2 separate regions of the Mus musculus genome follow, and region 2 is linked to region 1. A link is a contact called in public promoter capture Hi-C data. All regions are on one chromosome and are shown on one strand. The core of a region is the stretch at or near the end of the contact, and the rest is flanking DNA. Distances in the headings are between cores, read along the strand shown. Region 1 overlaps Ppp4r1 (protein phosphatase 4, regulatory subunit 1). Region 2 overlaps Ankrd12 (ankyrin repeat domain 12).

Region 1 (6,261 bases), core at 187-2,686:
CGTGACCCAGGGCCAAGCTGACACTTGCCCAGCCTTTTCCAAATGGCGGCACTTATGGTCACTACAGCTTGAGACGAGAAACTAGTGTCTTTCCAATTACCCTGGGACTGGGGGTTCCAGCATAGTCAGGACAGGTGGATATGGAGGAAGAGATTCTCCCTGGGCTATATATGCTCATCCTCCTGGCTGCTGTCTGGGGCTGTAGGCTGTAGACCGCAGGTAGGTAGATCTCAAAATTCCAGCTCTAAGTAGAGAAAGCATTAAAGAGCGCTGGGGCCATGCTGCCTACTGCCTGCCAAGCAGCCAGACGAGCCAACTTTTGTCTTTGACAAAAGCTGCCAATTTTACAATTGTTGCTCCCCTGGGATAGCTGCTCTATTTGAAGTTCTAGGGGGTTAAGAAAATCTAAAGTGTTGGTATCATGGTTAACTCCCAAAGCTTCAGGAAAAAGGTTATGTACCAAAGAAATGGCCATTCCCTGGGCAACCACGCAAGCAAGCAGGAACTCTAGTTCCGGGGTGGGATAAGGGAGTAGGAGGCAGTCAGCAAAAGGACACAGGCGACAGTCTCTGTTGCCTCTTAAGTCAGAAACTGCAAATACTTGTAAACAAAGGGGAGAGAGACGGGCTGGGGAGAGGTGAGCAAGCTGCCTCTGAAGAATATGGCTTCTCTGCAAGGAACAGAAGTGGGGAGGGGCTAAAGTGTTACTAAAGATCCTACAAGACCACATGGTGACCAGGGAGTTAAAATATTGCAGACCAAATTCTCTTGTGCTCCTCTTAGTTTCTCTGAAAACCATTCCTTGTTCACTGTCACTATCAAAACTCCTCACAATGAATTCTCAGCAAACTATGAGTTTCCGGTAGGACGCACACCAAGCTTGTGGCTAGGGAACCTGAGTCCTGCAGCAGAGGTCAGTGTGTTCTACCCACCCGCCTGGTGTTTCCACCAGGGTAGCTGAAAAATACATCTCGATTTACCACCTTTGTCTACTTACTAGAAAAACGTCACGAAACTTTGCCATGTTGGAATATGGTGTTTGTGGGGAGCTAAGCCTGTTCCGTGACCACTTTCTTCTGGCTCCAGAATAGCCTCTTTTACTCCATTTTGGGGTGAGAAGCTGAGCATTTGCCTACTCAGCAGCCTATAGGCTCCCCAAGGCTAGCTACACAGTATGAAGTAGCTACAAGGCACTTATTACTACTGTGTACTAGTCACAAACTGTCATGGGAATACATTATATCTGTACTTGCTTTTACATCAGGAAAACTACTTCAAGTACTAATTGGTTTGCTGTTGCTTTTGCCTGAGAGACCTGGCTCTGCAGGTTTAATGGCTGTGTTTCTTTTTTTTAGCAGGCTGCCATTCTGGCAGCTCTGGCTGCTTCTGGACAGTCAGCTACTGAGGAACTGACATTAAAAGGTGACACGGTGTGCTGGTTACTTTTGGTCAGCTTGGCACAAGTGAGTCACTAGGAGGAAAGTAGCTTCCATCAGAGATGCCTGTGTGACATTTTCTGGGCAGATGGTCCTGAACTGTACAAGAGAGTGGGCTGAGTAAGCCACGGGGAGCAGGCTAGTCAGCAGTGTCCCTCCTGGGTTCCCTCAGTGATGGACTGGGATAAAGACAAACCCAGTCAGCCAACTCTTTCCTGTGCTAGGTTTTGACAACTGGACAAGATAGCAGCTTTGTCTAGAAAGAGATGTCAGTTAAGGAACTGCCTCCGTCAGACGGGATTTCTTCTTGGAGTAATGATTGCCATGGGAATGCCCAGCCCAGTGTGGGCCTGAGGTATATAAACACGCTGAGCCGGTGAGCTTTGCCCCTCAGGTGTCTGCTTCAGTTCCTGCTCCAGGCTTCTGCCCTGGCCGCCTTCCCTCCATAATGAACTGTAACCTGTCAGCAGAGATGAACCCATTCCTTCCCAGGCTGCTTCTGACCGTGGTATTTATTCTCAGCGTTGGAAAGCAGACTAGAATGGAAGGCGCTTCTGGGGTGGAGCCCTGCTGGGACAGACAGACGGACAAGGCTCCGCTGTTTAGGGGAGAGTTTCAGATGGATTGGGAATGCTGCTCTGCAGAAGCTGTTGAGGCTCATGGCTCAGTGAGCAATTGTGTGGAAAGGTGGGAAATACTGAGAGAAATACCAGCAGTGGGGGCCTACTGTTGTTTGTGTGACATGTTGAATAAAGAATCTTGTTTTGTTCCGCTAGGGCTGAAAAGTGAGCTGTGAGTAACAAGAATGAGTGAAACCTTGGCTTTACTGGGACAATTGATGCTAGTCACTGGGTAGTGAGACCAACACACTGAGTCAAGCTCTGGGAAGGATGTTTACTCAGGGTCAGCACATACAAGGTGTGGTCCAGGGTGGGCAAATCTGCATCTCAGGTTTGGTAGCTGTTTCATGTGGTCCTGGTTTTGAGAGGTGAGAGAGGGTGAGTCAGTTCCAGGGAGCAGCAGGGCCTGGAACCACCTACCTGGATTGCACTCCTGCAGAGGTCAGGGGCCACCCGTGAAGGTGCGCGCTCTCCCACCATGGAAGCTGCAAGGCCGAAGGGGTCGTGGATGGAAGCTAAGGCTTAGCATCCTAAGGCTGGGTCAGTCCTCAAGTGAAGCCAACACCCGCCCTGGCTGCCCTTCCATGGCGCACTGAGTAGGTGGTGTTCATAGCAGCCTGGACTTCAGGCTGCTGCCGCCTGCCAAGAGGAGGGCTGACAGGTGAACACTGAGCTAAAGACAAACGCCTTTCTCCCATCTTATGCTAAGTAATACAGGCCACATACTGCATTTATTTGTAGACATTTAGGAAACAAAGTGGGTGGTGTCTCTCTTTATAGATCCTATTAATAAATTTTATTTGGAGCTTGTACCACAACAGTTCTAACAGCATGATTCAGGCTGCACACCCCAGAGTGGTCACAGGGGTGCAGCACGGGAAGACACAGTTGCACCTCAGAGCTGACCATGATCAAGTTAAAAATACCTGACACAATATTCGTGCTAAGAAATTTCCTTCAGGTCATGACCAGCATGAAAAATATCAGGAGAGATTCTGCAAACATTCTGTAAATGTGTACAGCAATGTGCTGCATTAGGAGTCAAAATCAGATTCTATTTAGTGTTAACATCAAGCCCTTAGGAGAGGAAAAACTCCTTTGTCATTTATACACGCCAAGAACTATTCACACTTAGGGCTGGGCTGGGCAGGGCAGCCAAGGAGCTGAACAGGCTCAGCACCTAGAAGAAATGCTTAGGCTAATACTGAAGGCCTTTCCTGTCCGGTGCACATCCACCTTCTGGCCGTAAGAATGTCATTTATCAGCCGTTAAATAAAACCAGAAGAAAGCAACGCAGGTCTCTGGGAACCTCATCCTTCCCGAAGGGAAAATGCTCTGCCAATTCAAGCCATCAGTCAGGAAGATGAAGGAACGAGTTAAGGCTTTGGTGACAATTATAATCCTCTGAGATTTACTTTCCCTTAAGTCAAGATAAGATAATAGTGTTTACTGTACTTTCTCTTGACTCTTAAAACCACTGGTATTGGGAGTAGGCAACCTGCACCTGCGAATGAGTTGGCAGGAGGAAGGCCCCCACCACAGCTGTCCCGAGTGGTGCAGGCAGTCGAGGCCAGGCTCTTGCGGATGCAGGATGGACACCGTGGGTCAGTAGGTGGAGGAAGCTGTGCTCATTGCATCTTCAGAGAGTTTGGTACTGGAGGGGTGAATGCTTGCAAAGTACTTGACATCACTGTCTCGGTCCATCTGCAGGGCCATGATTGTCTGCTCCACGGCCTCCTGGTGACAGCTGGCAGAGGCTAAGAAGTACTCTGGAAACGATGTGCAGGACACAACATTAGTCTTGGTGTTTGGGAGTTTAGTCAAGTACAGTCAGGTGCAGAAGGCTCGCTGCCTGCACAATAGTTCCCTGAGTAAGCACTGTGCGCGGACTCAGCCATCTGTAAGCTCACCGGTGCAGGGAAAGCAGCACTAACTTAAGAGGGACTGTGAGATTGTTTTGGTGATAGGCAAATCTCTTGACGGTGAATAAGCTCATGCTTATTAAAACAGTTCCAGCTATTTTCAGCTCAGAAAAAGGAAAAGAGCAGATAAACACCAATCACACCCAGACCCCTTTTCTAAGGGGGAAAGCCATTTTACTGTTCTTTTGAAAATGTATATGGGATTGGGGGAAGATCGAGCCAGGCAGTGGTAATGAACACCTTTAATCCCAGCACTCGGGAGGTGAGGCTGGTGGATCTCTGGGTTCTAGGTTAGGGGCCAGCCTTGCCTACAGAGTTAAGGCTACACAGAGAAACCCGGTCTCAAAAAACAAGACAAAACAAGACAAGACAAAAAAGTAAAAATATACAAAAAGCAAGGAAAAAAGCAGTATTGGCTTATTCCTGTACTATGACTTACTCTACATTTCTTCCATATCTTGTCCATGAGCTCACACACTCAACTTCATGTGGCATTTGGAGAAGGCAGTCACAGTACTAAAACCAACAAAACACATACTGCCAGGTGCCTGGCTCCTACTTAGAGAACGAAGGGAAAGACGAGCCTCCTACCTCAGCCACAATGCCCACAGTCAAGTGCAAGCTGCAGGGAGTGTCTTCACGACGGGCACGCCAGCCCTGTGTACATGGAGCCAGAGGCTACCTTGTGTACTTGGCACCCTCGTTTGACCCTGCTGAGGAGCTTGGCTGCTTCCCATTATTTACGTTCTGAAATGTTGTATATGTATGAATGTACTGTGTGTGTATGGAGGCCAGAACTGGCACTCAGTATTTTCCCTTGACTACTTTCCACATTGTACTGGCTGGCTCTGTGTGTCAACTTGACACAAGTTGGAGTCATCAGAGAGGAAGGAGCCTCAGTTGAGGAAGTGCCTCCATAAGATCCAGCTGGAGGTATTTTTTCAATTAGTGGTCAATGGGGGAGGGCCCAGCCCATGGTGGGTGGTGCCATCCCTGGGTAGGTGGTCCTTGGTTCTGTAACAAAGGCTAAGTAAGCCATGGGAAGCAAGCCAGTAAGCAGCACCCTCCATGGCCTCTGCATCAGCTCCTACCTTCAGGTTCCTGCCCTGCTTGAGCTCCTGTCCTGACTTCCTCCAATGGTGGTCTATGATCTGGAAGTGTAAGCTGAATAAATTCTTTCCTCTCTAACTTGCTTTTTGGTCAAGCAATAGAAAACCTAAGACTGTGAAACCATCCCCCCCCTTTTTTTTGAGACAGGCTTTCTAACTGAACTTTAAGCTTGTCAGTGCCTAGATGGCCACTCAGTTCCAGAGATCTACCCAACTCTGCCTTCCAACACATGCACACTATCACAACCCACACGTTTATACAGGTTCTTGGGAGCAAATGCAGATCCTCTTGCCTGCAGAGCAAACACTTTACAGAATGAACCATCCCCCCAAACACCGTATCACCAAAATTACAAGATTTAAGTTAGAAAAATGCCCTATGTCCAGAATAAAAGACTTTCACCCAAACACCAGTGTCTTCATTAAAATACCCTCCCAACTCCCACTTTTGTTTTTCAAGACAGAGTTTCTTTGTGTAGCCTTGGCTATACTGGATCAGGTTAGCCTCCAACTCACAAAAACCCATGTGCCTCTCTGTGTCTGCCTTCCAAGTGCTGGGATTGAAGGTGTGTGTCATGCTTGCCTGGCCTCTGTGACCCTCTTTACTGCTCATACATCCTACCAGCACCACCCACCTTTCTCCAGCAGAGTCTGTCGCAGGGTTTTCGCAAGCAGCACTCTAACATTGGGAACCCTGTCATTTGCCAAGGTCAGCAAATGTGGCATCAAGTGCACAGCAAACTGGTCCATGGGGAGGCAGTCGTCTTCAATGACAGTCTGGCGGGAGAGACAAGTGTGACTGTCAGCCCAGCCATCACCAAGCACAAGATGGGAACCCAGACAATACCATACGATGCTTCAGGACATTTTATGATGTTCCATCAGAGTAAATCCATTTTATTTCTACTAGAAATGGTACCCCTGCCCGTGGTGGTGGTAAAAGCAGTTGGAAGTTCTTATCTTTGAGTCTCTCTCTTTTTTTTTTAAAGAATTATTTATTATATATGAGTACACTGTCACTGTCTTCAGACACACCAGAAGAGGGCATTGGATTCTATTACAGATGGTTGTGAGTCACCATGTGGTTGCTGGGAATTGAACTCAGGACCTCTGGAAGAGCAGTCAGTGCTACCAACCACTGAGCCATCTCTCCAGCCCCTATCTTTGAGTCTTA
Region 2 (7,149 bases), core at 1,426-3,925, 200 kb before region 1:
AGTGTTTCTCTGTATAGCCCTGGCTGTCCTGGAACTCACTTTGTAGACCAGGCTGGCCGTGAACTCAGAAATCTGCCCGCCTCTGCCTCCCGAGTGCTGGGATTAAAGGCGTGCGCCACCATGCCTGGCATATAGGTTATTTTTTGTGATTGTTTTCTAATTTTTTCGAAACATCAGATAAGTCATATTTAACTAAAGTCATTAATTGTATTTATAATAATGATTCTGAAAAGATACATTATATGTCAATACACCAACAAAGTGACACCCACCCACCAACACCCACCCACCCACCACCACCCACCACCACCCACACACATATACACACACAAAAAATAGTAAAAGTGAGCTCCTGCTTCCTGAGTTCCAGTCCTGACTTCCTTTAGTGATGAACAGCGGTCTGGAGGTATAAGCTGAATAAGCCCTTTCCTCCCCACCTTGTTTCTTGGTCATGATGTTTGTCCAGGAATAGAAACCCTGCTCTGGGTGTATGATCAGAGTCCTCCGTTGCTGTTACTAATTGTTAGGCAGAGGTCCGTGTTCTGACGAGGTTATAGGCTGATGATGTTGGATGATTTCTGGTTTTAGTAGTAAACGCTGCAGTAATCCATATCACTTGGCATGGCACAGTGCACAGACAGTTTGTGGTCTCGGGGACTGACATGCATAGATGCTCTTCTGTGGTGGGAATCATTTTGGCCCTTATAGAAAATATGTTTGATTCAACTTATTTTGGCAAATTCAACTATTTGACAAATAAAAGTTGCCCTTGGCAGGGCAAATTCTAATAAGAACACAGTCTCTTAACATTATTGACAGACTTAAAAATGGCATTTAAAGAACTATAATAATAAGCAATATCATGGTGTAATAGAAACTATATGGCTGCATTTCTAAGCTTCAAGGTACTCAGGAAATTGAAATATTATATATTGGCCAGACCTGTATTTTAAATGTCTTTTATTTTTCCCAAATAGTGTTTTTGAAGTAAAGCCAGAGACATACCAATGCCTGACTAACTGGTGGTCTATCAGAGATGTTGCTATGTTGAACTCTGCATTTCCCTCCGTTTGCTTTTTCCTTTTCTCCTGTCTCTTTTCATTCTGTAGATTCAGACCCAGGACATACAAGTGAAAATTGGGGGGAGAGACTTATATCTTCTTACAGGACATACTCAGGTAATTAGATCATCAGGTGTTCCTGTTCAGCCCGTGGGTTCTGTCATGTTTATTTGGGTACTATATTATAAGGAACTTATTTTGAAACCAGTTTATACATATGTTTGCTAAATTAAATGAACCATTATGAATTCACCAACACTTTCAGCTTCTGTTCTGAGTGAGATACCCACCCAGCACATGGTGTCTCTGAACATAGTAGGGTTGTCATAAGCTCCACTTGGGTTTGGTACAGGAGAGTGTGGGAATCCCAGTCATGTAAGAAGCCATGCAAGTGGCTCCTCCCTGCGGCTCTGCGCAGTAGACGCCTCCCTGAGAGTGGGAGCCCAAGCCCTTAGTTTGCCTTGTAAAGTCTTCACAAGTACACTCATTTTCATGAAAAGGGTCTTGTTACTTGTCTAGTAATGTTATTTCTTCTTTGGTATACATATTTAAAAATATTATCCACCAAATTCTTTAGTATTTATTGATTTTGCTTCCTGGGTAGAATTTAACTGTAAGTAGATTAAAATATCAGATAGGTCACCTAGACAAACGCCCCTACTGACGTCCGTGTTAGAGCTTCTATGGTTGATAATAGCTCTAATTGTTTGGGACTCAATCACCTCATTAATAAAGAATAAAACTAATTATTTGGTTTTTTAAAAAAATTATTATTATATGTAAGTACACTGTAGCTGTCTTTAGACACCCCAGAAGAAAGCATCAGATCTCATTACAGATGGTTGTGAGCCACCATGTGGTTGCTGGGATTTGAACTCAGGACCTTCAGAAGAGCAGTCAGTGCTCTTAACCTCTGAGCCATCTCTCCAACCCTAATTATTTGTTTTTGAGATGAGGTCTCACTGAATAACCCTGGTAGCTTAGAACTCCCTGTAGACTCAGCTGACCTCAAACTCACAGAGATCTTCCTGCTTCTGCCTCCTGAGTGCTGGGTTTTAAGGTGTGCACCACTGCACTTGGCAGGACCAGTTTGGCTTATTTTGATTGATCTTTTTTCTTAAAATTAGTCTTTCTAGCTCTGAACTTACTTAAATAAAAATCTAGTATAGTCCCTGGGTATTTCTGCCTAGTTATTAGCATATAATCCTTAGCTATAGAGGTAGAAAATATATATACCTTCTGTTTCTAACATCCGGTTTACTTACCCTGTACATCGTGGGGCTGTCTGGAGTGGTGAACAACTAATCCTTCCTTAACACTGTCATTGAAGGGAGAAGCCAGCAGGTCCTGAGGACATTGTTTGCTGTGGAATTAGTGTCTTTCCAAAAGGAGACTGCTAAGCACTAAGACCAGCCCAAACATGACAAAGTAGCCTGAGGTCACCTGAGCTTGACGGCCCTGCCCCCAGGACTGTAGTGCAAACATTGCGAATGCAGTTGTGTTAATTTGTTCTCTTGCCTCCATTAACTTTGCTGGGAAATATCTTCCCAAGAAAAAACTCTGTCTCTTCTCTGTAATAACACTCTACGCTTACTTACAGGAAATGGCAGTCTTGAGTGTTCTGTTTAATATGACAGGAAGAGGGGGGAAAGCACTAATTTTCTATAATGTAAGATGGGAACGCTCTGTTTCTGAAGCTCCAAATGTTAAAGAGTAAAGGAGAGAAAGATTGATTTAATGTAAAAAGCTATTTCTGTTTTTATTTTGATTAGTATTAGGTAGATGTCTCAGATTTTTTCCTTAATAATCTCTAAAGAGACTAAGTGGAACTTTAGATTTGGGTTAGACAGTGAAAAGTGATTCTTTTTATTAGTGTCCCTGTTTTAAAGTTTTGGCCCATTAGAACAAATGAGCATGTGTTTTAGTTACTAAGACATAGAGGCCAGGCTGGTATTTCACAGGATAGATCCCACATAGTCTTACTGACTGTTTACATTTTACAACATAGGCAGGTGTGCCCACTGTAGGCCCCAGCCCTTGACAGATGGAGGTCATAGGAGTTCAGGCTGGAGCTGCTAGCTGTACAGGGAGCCCTGCTAATCCTGCCACAGAGGGCCTGCTCCAAAACAACAACCAAAACCGCACAAAACTCAAACTTTGAAATATAGCTGTCTAATACTTAACAATTTTAAAAAATAGTCTAATTGTCTCAGATTTTGCTATTTACACGAGCCATTATTGAGTTAACTTTCTTTTCCTAGTTTATGTAAAATGTAAATTCAGAAAGATGATTCTGGTAATTCAGAAAAACAGTTTATGTTGAATGCAAGGGTAAAAATGGTGTGTGTTTGATCCAACTTGTCATTTTCTGAAGTAGTTACATATGTATTCATTTGCTAGTCTGTCTTTTCTATAGCCCAGTGTCTTAGTCAGGGTTTCTATTCCTGCACAAACATCATGACCAAGAAGCAAGTTGGGGAGAAAAGGGTTTATTCGGCTTACACTTCCATACTGCTGTTCATCACCAAGGAAGTCAGCACTGGAACTCAACCAAGTCAGAAAGCAGGAGCTGATGCAGAGGCCATGGAGGGCCATGTTGCTTACTGGCTTGCTTCCCCTGGCTTCCTCAGCCTGCTCTCTTATAGAACTGAGACTACCAGCCCAGAGATGGCACCACCCACAATGGGCCCTTTCCCCCTTGATCACTAATTGAGAAAATGCCTTACAGTTGGATCTCATGGAGGCACTTCCCCAATTTAAACTCCTTTCTCTGTGATAACTCCAGCTGTGTCAAGTTGACACAAAACTAGACAGTACACCCAGGCAGATACACTTTAAAGTATTATTTTTTCTTTTTTTGTGGTGGAAGGAGGTAGCAAGGGTCTCACTGTGTAGCTCTGGCTGGCCTTGAACTCAGAGAAGTCTTCCTGCCTCTGCCTTGGGTGCAGGCCCAGCATGAACTGTCTTTTGACAGTTTGAAAACAGCCTTAGCTACAAAGCCAGGACCTGTGTCAGACCCACAGGAGGGAAGTATGAGTTAGAGTATACTCTTGTGCCAGATTGGACTTCTTCTCGTGGGAACAGTTTCCCAACTTTCTATTAGTGTTTGTAATACTAAATATTTTGATTCTAGTAGAGAAATACATTCACTATATTTAAAAATTGTTAGCCGGGCGTGGTGGCACACGCCTTTAATCCCAGCACTCGGGAGGCAGAGGCAGGTGGATCTCTGAGTTCGAGGCCAGCCTGGTCTACAAAGTGAGTTCCAGGACAGCCAGGGCTATACAGAGAAACCCTGTCTCGAAAAACCAAAAAAAAAAAAAAAAAAAAAAAAAAAAAAAAAAAAAAATTGTTATCAAATGGAAAGCCATTAAGAACAACAGTAGTTGTTCCTTTCCTAACTTTAGGAAACAAAGATCTACAGGGACTTATTACCAGAAAGAGTCTGTATTAAGAAAAAAAAAGTGTTCTCCAACGACATCTTTGGGACTATATAATAATTATATGAAACACTTCATTATTAATGATAGTATAGAGATGATGAAAATGAAAGAAGACAGTGATGATTTTTTTTAAGTAAGTCTTGAAACATTTGGTTTTGTTTGGAAAAATCAGACATTCAAACAATGGGCATGATAGGAGCTCACAGAATAATTTGAATCACTTCTGAGCAACAAAGTTGGAAGTATTACCACCTCATTTTCTGGAGCACTAGGATACCAATTTCTTCTGACTAACTGGAGATGGTACACTGAGCCAATCACTAACTTCTTGTGTCTTTTGATATTGTATTTTAGTTGATTTCTTAAAACTTGTTAGATTTACTTCTATTTAATTTTTGCTAATTTCAAATTTTGCAAATAGTTTTTATAGTTCCTTTTTTGGGTATCTCTAAACCTGAATTTTAAATTCCAGAAATATATATCTAAAGTATAAGCAGACCTTTGATTCACTTATATTGGGTGTCTGAATTAATTCAGGTGAATTCCTAAAAGAAGAAGACAAAGTGTCTTCTACCTGTAGCATCCAGTGCAGACTGAGTTCCCCCAACGCAGATGGCCGTGCGTGCTGAGCTGCTGGGGGCTCGGAACAGCCAAATCTGACTTGGGATGGTTTACTCTTTTAATCTTTGAGAAAGGTTCAGGAGTTTTTGTATCTTTGCAGGGCATGGTTAACGCCAAGCCACACAGAATCTTTAGTTTGTGCATAGTTAGCTTTGATTGGTATTGTTCCATGTTAAGCTGTCCAATCGCTGCAGTGCATTGATGGTGGCTTTTCTTCAGTAATTGTTCTATGTGGTGACTTTAAATGCTCAGCCTCTTGCAAAATTGTGCAAGTCATTGCTAGAATAAGGGGGATAATTATATGGCTCATTGGTATGTAGTATTAGCAGCAATATTAGATATTGTGTGAAAGAGAAGTTTTAAAGATATAATACAGTTGGCTTCTTGTCACCAGATTCAATTGATCATAAACAAGAATACTCAGGGGGAAAAAACCAACAGAATCTTTTTCTTGTCATTATTCCCTAAACAATGTAGTATAGCAACTGTTTCATAAAATTAACATAATATTTTCTGTTATACGTAATTTATACATAATTCAAAAGGATATGGGAGGAGACACATAGGTTGTGTACAAATCTTGAATCCTTTTTCCTGAGAGAATTGAGCAGTTGCAAGTTTTATTACCCATAGGGAGTCCCAGAACAGTCCTTAGAGAGACCAAGGGGGAGCTGTAGCTAGGACTGTTTGAATTGGTAAGGACATTACACTTTAATAAAGTGCATAGTTAAAACTAAAATGTTACTAGTAGTTTTTTTCTGATGGTAGAATCAAGAATATATTTTTCTAGATCTTTCAGAGAAAATACTGCTTACGTAAGTTCAGCATTTTTGTCTGGCTTCCACTAGTAAACACACGTTATCTGTTTGCATACCATCTGTCACAGAGGTTGTCTTGATTACTTACTTTTGTCTTAGATTCTTACGCATTTTATTAATCATTGCAGAAAAAGAAGGTCCAGAGAAGAAGAAAACAAAAAAAGAAGCTGGAACTAAGAAGTCCACCCCAGTTAGCATTCTTTTTGGTTATCCACTTTCTGAACGAAAGCAGATGGCACTCCTAATGCAGATGACAGCAAGGGACAACAGCCCAGGTGATTGACATCCACAGCCATTGAGTTACTGTGTCTTCTCAGCTGGCCTAGGGTCAGGGTAACTTTGTCTTTAACAGTTCTTTTTTACTAGTTTGAAATTGTATCCTTTATTGTATTTAATCAGCACTATTCATAACATCAGTTTTTAATTTTCTCATTGTGTGCGTGACATTTTATTATTGTATCCAACATTGGATTACAAGGTCTGTAAGAGCAAGAATCCTCTGTTTCCTGGGCGGTAAGTAAGTGCTTGTTAAATAAGACCTGTGATTTGAAATTGAAGTATTTGTAAGTGGGATCCTATGTAAATTTCTTTAAAAATAAAATAAATCCTTAACTTTTAAGATAAAATTTAAACATTTTTTAGGAAATTATTTATTTTTATGAGAGTGTGTGTGCGTGTGTGTGTGTGTGTATGCACGCACCTGAGTATGTGTGTGTGCCTGCCACGTTCATACAGGAGCATGTTGAAATTAGAAGAGGTGTTGGAGTCTCTGGACTTGAGTTAGAAACTGTTGGGAGCTGCAGGTGTGGGCTGGGATCTAAACCCAAGTCCTATGCAGGAACAGTTATTGAGCTCTCTCGTACTTCTTTATGAAAAGAAAAGATTCTTTGATTATTTTCACTGTCCTTTTGGGTTTTTAACCTCTGCTGTTTGAGACCTTGTGCTCTTTAATAAAGGTATTTGAACATTTTTTTATCTGTGTGTCTGTATATGCGCATGCATGAGTATATGTGGTCAGATGTCAACTGTGGTCAGATGTGGGACTGGTTCCCTCCTTCTGCCATGTAAGACCTGGGATTGAACTTAGATTGTTAAGTTTCGTGGCAAGCACTGTTAGTCCCTGAGATATCTCATTGTCCCAAAATTGTTGTTTGTCACTAACTTGGTAAAGGCTGGGCAAGTGAAGAGCCTGGTGAAGCACTGCAT

The links. Capture Hi-C pulls out chosen DNA fragments and counts their contacts.
Region 2: a contact with region 1 is called in a promoter capture Hi-C map of pancreatic islet. The contact joins two enhancer-like sites. A contact is called at or near these places in 3 of 9 other capture datasets (adipose tissue, liver and pancreatic islet).

What each region holds. Positions count from the first base shown.
Region 1 is chr17:65,838,421-65,844,681 of GRCm38.p6, reverse strand. Ppp4r1 (protein phosphatase 4, regulatory subunit 1) reads right to left here. Exons shown (of 20, transcript NM_001114131.1): 19 at 5,723-5,864; 20 at 2,756-3,825. The coding sequence ends at 3,662. Among named protein-coding and RNA genes, the nearest start is that of Ralbp1, 43 kb to the left of the region's middle. Within about 2 kb of position 1,436, at least 11 of the 459 cell types and tissues checked have an H3K27ac peak or open chromatin away from gene starts, as enhancers often do. A contact at or near this core is called in pancreatic islet, where this site is marked.
Region 2 is chr17:66,036,562-66,043,710 of GRCm38.p6, reverse strand. It overlaps Ankrd12 (ankyrin repeat domain 12), which reads left to right. Exons shown (of 13, transcript NM_001025572.1): 4 at 1,110-1,178; 5 at 6,072-6,218. Among named protein-coding and RNA genes, the nearest start is that of Ankrd12, 37 kb to the left of the region's middle. Within about 2 kb of position 2,675, at least 9 of the 459 cell types and tissues checked have an H3K27ac peak or open chromatin away from gene starts, as enhancers often do. A contact at or near this core is called in pancreatic islet, where this site is marked.